Regions from separate parts of the Anser cygnoides genome. Here region 2 is linked to region 1. A link is a contact called in public Hi-C data. All regions are on one chromosome and are shown on one strand. The core of a region is the stretch at or near the end of the contact, and the rest is flanking DNA. Distances in the headings are between cores, read along the strand shown.

The links. Hi-C and Micro-C count contacts between places; a contact is called where the count stands out from the background.
Region 2: a Hi-C map of granulosa cells shows a contact between it and region 1, with 2.5 times the contacts expected there. The contact joins the promoter of B9D1 here to the promoter of TEKT4 in region 1. A contact is called at or near these places in 2 of 7 Hi-C or Micro-C datasets (granulosa cells and liver).

The regions. Positions count from the first base shown.
Region 1 is chr15:2,420,461-2,424,144 of Taihu_goose_T2T_genome, forward strand. TEKT4 (tektin 4) reads right to left here and starts at 1,360. Exons shown (of 6, transcript XM_013175036.3): 1 at 265-1,360. The coding sequence starts at 1,191.
Region 2 is chr15:2,773,893-2,777,359 of Taihu_goose_T2T_genome, forward strand. It overlaps B9D1 (B9 domain containing 1), which reads left to right and starts at 1,319. Exons shown (of 7, transcript XM_048066414.2): 1 at 1,319-1,471; 2 at 1,614-1,682; 3 at 1,785-1,896; 4 at 1,981-2,077; 5 at 2,553-2,615. The coding sequence starts at 1,367.

The DNA.
Region 1 (3,684 bases), core at 110-2,609:
GGGATCTGGTCTCCTCTGGTTGGACTCATGTGACTTTAAACATTTTTTAAACACAGGAAGGATTTGAAATAATCCCTCCTACATTTAGGATTGGCAGACAGAGTCCAGGCTCCCAGGAAGGGGAAACAAACCTCTGCGTCCTGCCAGAAGGTACCTTCACGCTGCAGTTATCACCTGCTGACCAAACTGCTCAGCATTTTAGAGGCAGGGGCAGCACTGTGAGAGGGCTGCCAACAGCCCTGCCCATCCTAACGCCCCGCTCACCTTCAGCAGCTCCCTCTCCACCTCATCACAGACCAGGTCCGGGGGCTGCCTGCGCTCCCGACACTGCAGGTTATCGGTGGCAATGCCGTAGGGCACCTCGGTGGCGTCGAGCGCCCTTTCCAGCCGCACCTTCTGGGCTGCCAGCAGGCCGGTCTCCGCGTCCAGGTCCTCGATCTCCTTCTGGAGCTCGCCCTTCCAGAAGTGAATGTCCTGCAGGCGCTGGCCTAGGGCGGCCGTGGAGTCCTGCTGGGCGCGCTGAGCGGCGGCAGCGGTGCGCTGGCACAGCTCCTTGGCCTCGTCCCGGTTGCGCTCGGCCTCCTGGCAGCTGGCGAAGGCCCGGTGGTACTGGGCGTAGTTGCTCTGGTGCCACTCGGGGGGCAGGTACTTGGCAGTGCGGAAGCCGGCCGTGGCCAGGCCGCTGGAGGAGTCGGGCCCGGTTTTCAGCGCCGCCTCGAACACCCTGGGGGGCAGCGCGGAGGCGGGCACGGGCGGCGGCGGGGGCTCGGCGGTCAGCAGGGCCCGGCCGGGCGCCTCGGACCCCGCCATGGCTGCGCTAGGCCGTGCCGCGTCCCGCCGTCGCCTAGGCAACGGCAGCAGCCAATGAGCAACCGGAACCTTCCCCGAGGAGAAGGGAAGGCGGCAACGGCAGTCACCAATCAGAACGCCAGCACGCCCCGAGGTGGAGTCGGTGTTGCCGTGGCGACGGAGAGAGCCAATGGGGAGGGAGCGGGGGGCGCGGCGGGCTGGCGGTGTCATGGCGGGGCCTGTCATGGCGGGGCCGGGCGGGTTGCCCTCGCACTGTAACCGTTGTGACCCCCCCGTGCGAGTGCGCGGGTGGGAATAAAGAGAGAATTCTGCACTGCGTTTTGCCTCTTCCTTGTGCTCCGCGACTTCCCTTTCCCCCCCGCGATCGCACTTGCCCTTCATTGTCTGGGAACGGGGAGGATCCTGACAGGGCCCGTCCCAAACGTCGGCCCCCAGGCCGCTGCGTGTGCCTGTGGCAGCCGGCTGGTGCCGCGCCCCCTTACCTGGCACCTGAGGGGACACCGACAGCGTGGGCTGGGCTTTTAGATTATTTTTTGGGGGTCGCCATTGCTGGGCTGGAAGGTGAGGCAGGGCTCGGAGCGCGGCGGTGGGTGCTGCGAGCACGGGGACAACAGAGGGCACTCTCGTCCTTGCGCTGCGGCAATCTCTCTTCACAGTCCTTTTTAAGTAGAAAATAGAAAGGAAGATGAAGCCATGTGCTCTGTCGCCCGCCCGGTGCCGTGCAGCACCACAGCACCATGCCCGGTGCTGAGGGAGCGGTGCCCGGCCTGTGCCCAGGTGTGCGCCCCGGCTGCTGGGAGGTGCCACCCAAACTGCTGCTTAAAATATTTTGCTTTAAATCAGTTCGCTGTAAACCCACAAAAAGTCAATGGTCAGTCTTCCTACAGGGCCTTGCACTCCTTGGAGAGATCAACAGGTTGCTGCTGACAGAGTGGTTGCGTTCGAAAGATGCATTCTGCCGCGGCTGGCAGCATGGCCCCAGCAAAACTTCCATTCCACAGGGGCAATGTTGAAAAAGGAGACTGAATCCCAGCAGAAGTGAGAAATCCTGCCTCTTCCCTTTCATTAACCAGCACCACTGGATGAGCTTTTTGCACTGCTGAAGTCACTGCACCCTTTGCTTTCCCTTTGGACTTCATTTCTCTTTCTTTCTTTTTTTTTTTTTTTCTTTTTTTCCAAGCATCTTTCCTCTAACTGTCCCATCTGTTCCCTTCCTTAAGTTGCCCCCAGCTTGCATCTTTCCTCTGCTTGTGGCCTTCTCAGCATGGTGATCTATGCAAAGTTTGCATTTTTAAAGTACAGTAAGTGTACAGGAAAAGCCCAGCTGAGCTATTCAGAGTGAAAGTTCTTGGTATGGAAAATACATTTTTGAAAATAAGGGCAGCAAAGATTTGCTATTAATATAGCATTTTCTCTTGGGGTAGGGGGTCAAAAAAGGGCCTTTATTAGTGGCATCTTACCACAGCCCAGTCAGTATCACCCAGGCAGTTTTGCAGAACGGTCCGTTAGGGCCACGATGGGATGTGTCTGAGGTTGCAAACATAGCAGCAGACCGGGCTGAGTCCCTGGTCCTAAATGTGACTAATAAATTAATAGTCTTCTCCAAGAGGGAAACAATGCACGAAAAATATGTAAATTCTTCCTGATCCAATGCAACTATTACTTCAATGAGCAGCTTTATTGTTGTTATCCCAACTGGACATTGCTTCCAAGGAACAGATTTTGGAGAGTTTTGTCATCAGGCTGTTTTTTGTTTTGTTTTGCTTTGTATTAGTCAGTCCAAGCCTGCTTTCAAGTGTTCACAGATGCATCTCGTCTTAACAGGCTGTACATCACATCGCTGCAAGAAATAAAAGCAAAACCTATTGGCACCTGGCAGATTCAGGAGTTCCCTTCATTATCCAGGGCAGACCCAGGGACCCTGTATTTCAAAGCTCTTCCAACAGCCAAGTAATTTAGTATGCCACTGTACTATATAAATTATTAACAGCCATCCAAGATGTTCCCAGAGTACATGATGACAAAACATACTGGAAGAAAAAAACACAAATGTTTTCCAGCTCAAATCTTTTGACATGCAATAGATTAAGATTTCTCTTGGCTGAAATCCTTTTTACAGAAACTAGTTCCCCTTCCCATATCAAATGCTCCTGTTTATGTCAGGTGCCTATGAGCTTTTTGATTGCTGCTGTTTCTTTTCGCTGTCTTGTGTTTGATTTTTGATTTTTTTATTTTTTAAATTAGCATGAATGGAGAGTAGGTCTTGTGCTTGGAGAAGGGAAAGGTTTCCTCTTCTCACATCCTGGTAGCAGAGAGGACCATTTCTTGTCCACAGCAAAGAAGTACTGGAGATACTTGTCCAGAGAAGTTTGGTCCAGGTCCTTTCCTTCTCCTTGTAAAGACAATCAGAAGCTTGAAAATGAGACCCACTTCCACCGTAACACCTCTCCAAGCAGAGGCCAATACATGATACAGTATTCTGAAAACCTCCAGCTTTTCAAGCGATGGTGATGCTTTTGGGGCTGCTTCCTGGCAGCTGTTCTGCAGACATCCACACCACAAGAGGAGGTGACCAAAGTCACTTTTTTTTCTAAGCTTAACAAAATCTCAGCACAAAGTGGCTATATCATGGTACTTTTCTGGGAGTTAAGAAGCATAATCAGTAATTAAATGTAATCCTATCAGCAGAGAAATCAGAAGCAAGACCAAGAGCACACACCTCCATCTTTCTGCTGTATATTTTCTTGGAAGAAGGAGCTTTGTTCTCATGTCTAATGTAGGGAAATCTCGCTAACATGGAGTGTACATCCCAAACCTTTAGGTTGCCAGGTATAAAGAAGTCTACTGCAAATAAGCTACAAACTGTTCACATAG
Region 2 (3,467 bases), core at 69-2,568, 350 kb after region 1:
CCCCTGTTGGCCAAGTTTTGTTTGCTGAATGTTTAAAAAAGAAAAAAAGTAAACTCAAAGAAAACTCGACAAATCTAATTGAAATAAATATTGGCAGAAAATATATCAGAACATGAAAGGCATTTTTCAGACACAGACAGTAGCGATAGTTTATTCTCAGTCCAGTCCAAACACGCACAGCACCCCTCACAAGGCAAGGGGCAGTATCTCGGGATGCCCTTTACCCTCAGGAAAAACACCCGAAACAAACAGTCCACAGTGTGGCACTGCAGAGAGCCAGGCCAGCAACGCGAGCCTCCGCAAGGCGGCTGCCAAAAAGGAGGCAAAATGGAGCTGATGGAGGAGGCCAGGGACTGAGGCTGCCTCCGACTCCTTGCTGTGGCAGCAAGGGAAGGCCAAGCAGGTGGCGGCCAGAGCTTTGCACGTTCCTCACATCGTTCCCCGGAGCCCAGTGCTGACTGAATGCCCCAGGACAGCTCGCAGGCAGGGCAGCAGTGTCTGCGATGGAGCATGGTGGCGAGGGGTGAGCGGCTGTGGCGGTGGCAAAGCTTCCCGGCACCATCGTCTCACGGCCTTTGTACGGAGGCAGCACGGCCGGGTCAGCAGCATCAGCTCTGAAAAGACGCACAGAATTCACTCCCCTTTTAATTAGAGCGGGCTAATCAACCCAGCGCAATCCCATTTCCTCGCCTTCCCATGGGATGTGCAGTCACATCCAGGTATCAGCGCTTATCGGGACACAGCTCGCTCCCGCCAGGCCGGGGAAACAAATACGCCATTACACGACGCTAATTACAAAGCCTTAAAACTCGACGCCTCACGGCCTGTGACAGGCCCCGTGTAGCTGTGACTGTGGCCCCGTGGGGACACCAGAACTGCCGGGTGCCCCCGTCCCTGTCGATCCCAAATGTTCCCCCCCGGCCACCCCAGGCCTGGGGCTCCCTGCGGGCGCAGCCGCCGCAGCCCGGCCGGCAGCAGCATCTAGTGGCCATTTCCTCGGCGTCTGCTGCAGGGAGCAGGCCCCGCTCCCTCACGCGGGCTGGGAATGCCTTAAAAAGAGCTCACCAGGAGCGATTTATGCAAACGTTATAAAACAAAAATGTATAAAATTCAAAACGCAACGTGGCTTGAGGATTAAGGGGGGAGATGGGCGGTGGAAGGCAGGTTCCCGTGGGCCTCGGCCCCAGCCCCTCAGGCCAGCGGCCGGGGGGGTGAGGAGAACCCGCTGTGCTGAACGAGGGGAGCGGCACTGCCGGCGTTTTGGGGCGATTCGCCCGCTTTTTGGTAACCCCGGGCGCTCCCCCGCAGCCCCGCGAAGCGCCGCCCGCTGCGGCATTTTGTCCCCTGCGCCGCTCCGTCCGTCCCCATGGCAACGGGGCCTAGCAGCGAGGCGGGCGCCATGGCGGCGGGCGGCGGCGGCGGCCCCGCCGTCTTCCTGGTGGCCGTCAACGGGCAGATCGAGAGCGGGGAGGTGAGCGGGGACCGCGGCGGGGGGCGGCCCGGCTTCGGCTCCGACCTCGGCCCGGCCTCGGCACCAGCCCCGGCGGCGCGGCCTTGCCCCGGCCTTCGGTCTCCGTGGGCCCGGCCCGCTCACGCCGCCCGTCTCCCTGCAGTTCCCCGGGTTTGACGAGCTCTACTGCAAGTTCTGCTTCGTCTACGGCCAGGACTGGGTTCCCACTGCTGTAAGGGTCCCTTGCGTGTCCCTGAAGCGCTGCCTGGCCAGCCGCGCGTGTGTGGGGGGGGGGGGGGCAGGCCCCCGCTCATGTCGCTTTCTCCCCCCTCAGGGCCTGGAGGAGGGCATCTCCCAGATCACCTCCAAGAGCGCCGTCGCGCCCACCACGCTCGTCTGGAACTTCCCCATCGAAATTACCTTCAAGAGCACCAACCCGTCCGGCTGTGAGTGCCCGGGGAGTGGGGGGGGGGGGGGGGGGGGGAAGGCTCGAAGACAAGGCACCTCGCTCACCCCCGCTTCTTCGGCAGGGCCGCAGATTGTCGTGAGCGTCTACGGACCTGATTTTTTTGGAAACGACGTGGTGAGAGGTTATGGAGCCGTTCACGTGCCCTTCACGCCTGGAAGGTGAGGTGACAGCCCTGCCATCTTTCAGGGCTAAAACTGAGATTAATTTCCAAGTTGCAATGTTAATGCAGGGACAAAACCGTCCCTACATTTGCTTATCGTGTCTTGTCCGTTTGGTACAAAGGGCACGGATTTTCTAGCAGTAGTCCCTGGTTATTATTATTGTTGGCAATCCCATAAGTTACTCCTTAAAGTTAGAACTGGCATGAAGACCACCGAAGTGTGAAGTTCAGTGTTAGCTCTCATCACTCTCTCCCCATCTCACTCAGCATACGCTAAGCTTTCATTCCTGCCACTTGAAATTATGCTCTTTCTATGCAAGCAAACACTTTCTTTGTGAAAGGAAAAGTACTGTTTTACTTTGAAGTGTTCAGTGGTCTGATGTGTCTGAAATTCTGCTGCCTGTACAAATATAAGACTTGACAGTGCTGTTTGCTTCATTTCTGAAGGTCTGCACCTCTCATGTTTGTTTTAGGCATAAGAGAACCATTGCTATGTTTGTTCCAGAGTCCACATCTAGGCTGCAAAAGTTTACAAGGTAATGATTAAAGACGTCTTATTTTTAAAGTTCTTGCTCTTACTTGCAAATGTCTATCCAGCTACTCAGTGGTGCGTATCTGTGTGCACTTTCTATCACAACCACGTGGTTTTGAAGGTAAAGACCCATTCTCAGGTGTCTGGGTTTTTTGAAGAGCTCTCTCTAAATGTGTTAACTCTCTGCTTGCAGTAACACTTTGTCTTTTCTTCTTCTTCATGTTTGAAAAAGAACAAATTTTAACAGCAGACCTGAATTCTTGTACTGAGGGGCTGCTCTTTATTGCACAGGCTGATTATGTCAGTGATGTGACTTGCAGAAGCTCTACTTAGACTAATTTTACTGGGTATTTTAGTTGTCATTGGACCCAAGGAGGTGTGCTACAGTCCATCTTTAAGTCGTGCTATAGCTAAGGACTTTTCTCGAAGGATACCCACATTAAGAACAATCCAGAAAGCAAAGACAGCACCTGGAAAAACAATTCTGTTTTACTCTCTTCTATCCAGAACGCCTTTGCTGCAATCTTTGTTTTGTTTCCAAGCACACATCCCTTCCAAAGTAGGTGTATACGCATAGTGACTCAGGGTGTTGAGTTTTTTCTTTCCATGGTATTGTTTGAGTGCAGTCTGAATGACCTGTGAGCTGACTGTCGGGTGTGGATTGCACATACCAGCTGAGCCTGGTTTGGGTCGGAGCTGGTGTGGGAATCTATGCCCCACTGACAGGATTCAGCTGATGTCCATCTCTTCTCTTACGATACCCTCCTCATAGAATCTGCACGTTGGTTTATATACCTTTGTACTGTGTGCATTTCTGATGTATTTAAAGTATCCAAGCCTCTCTGTTACTTTGGGT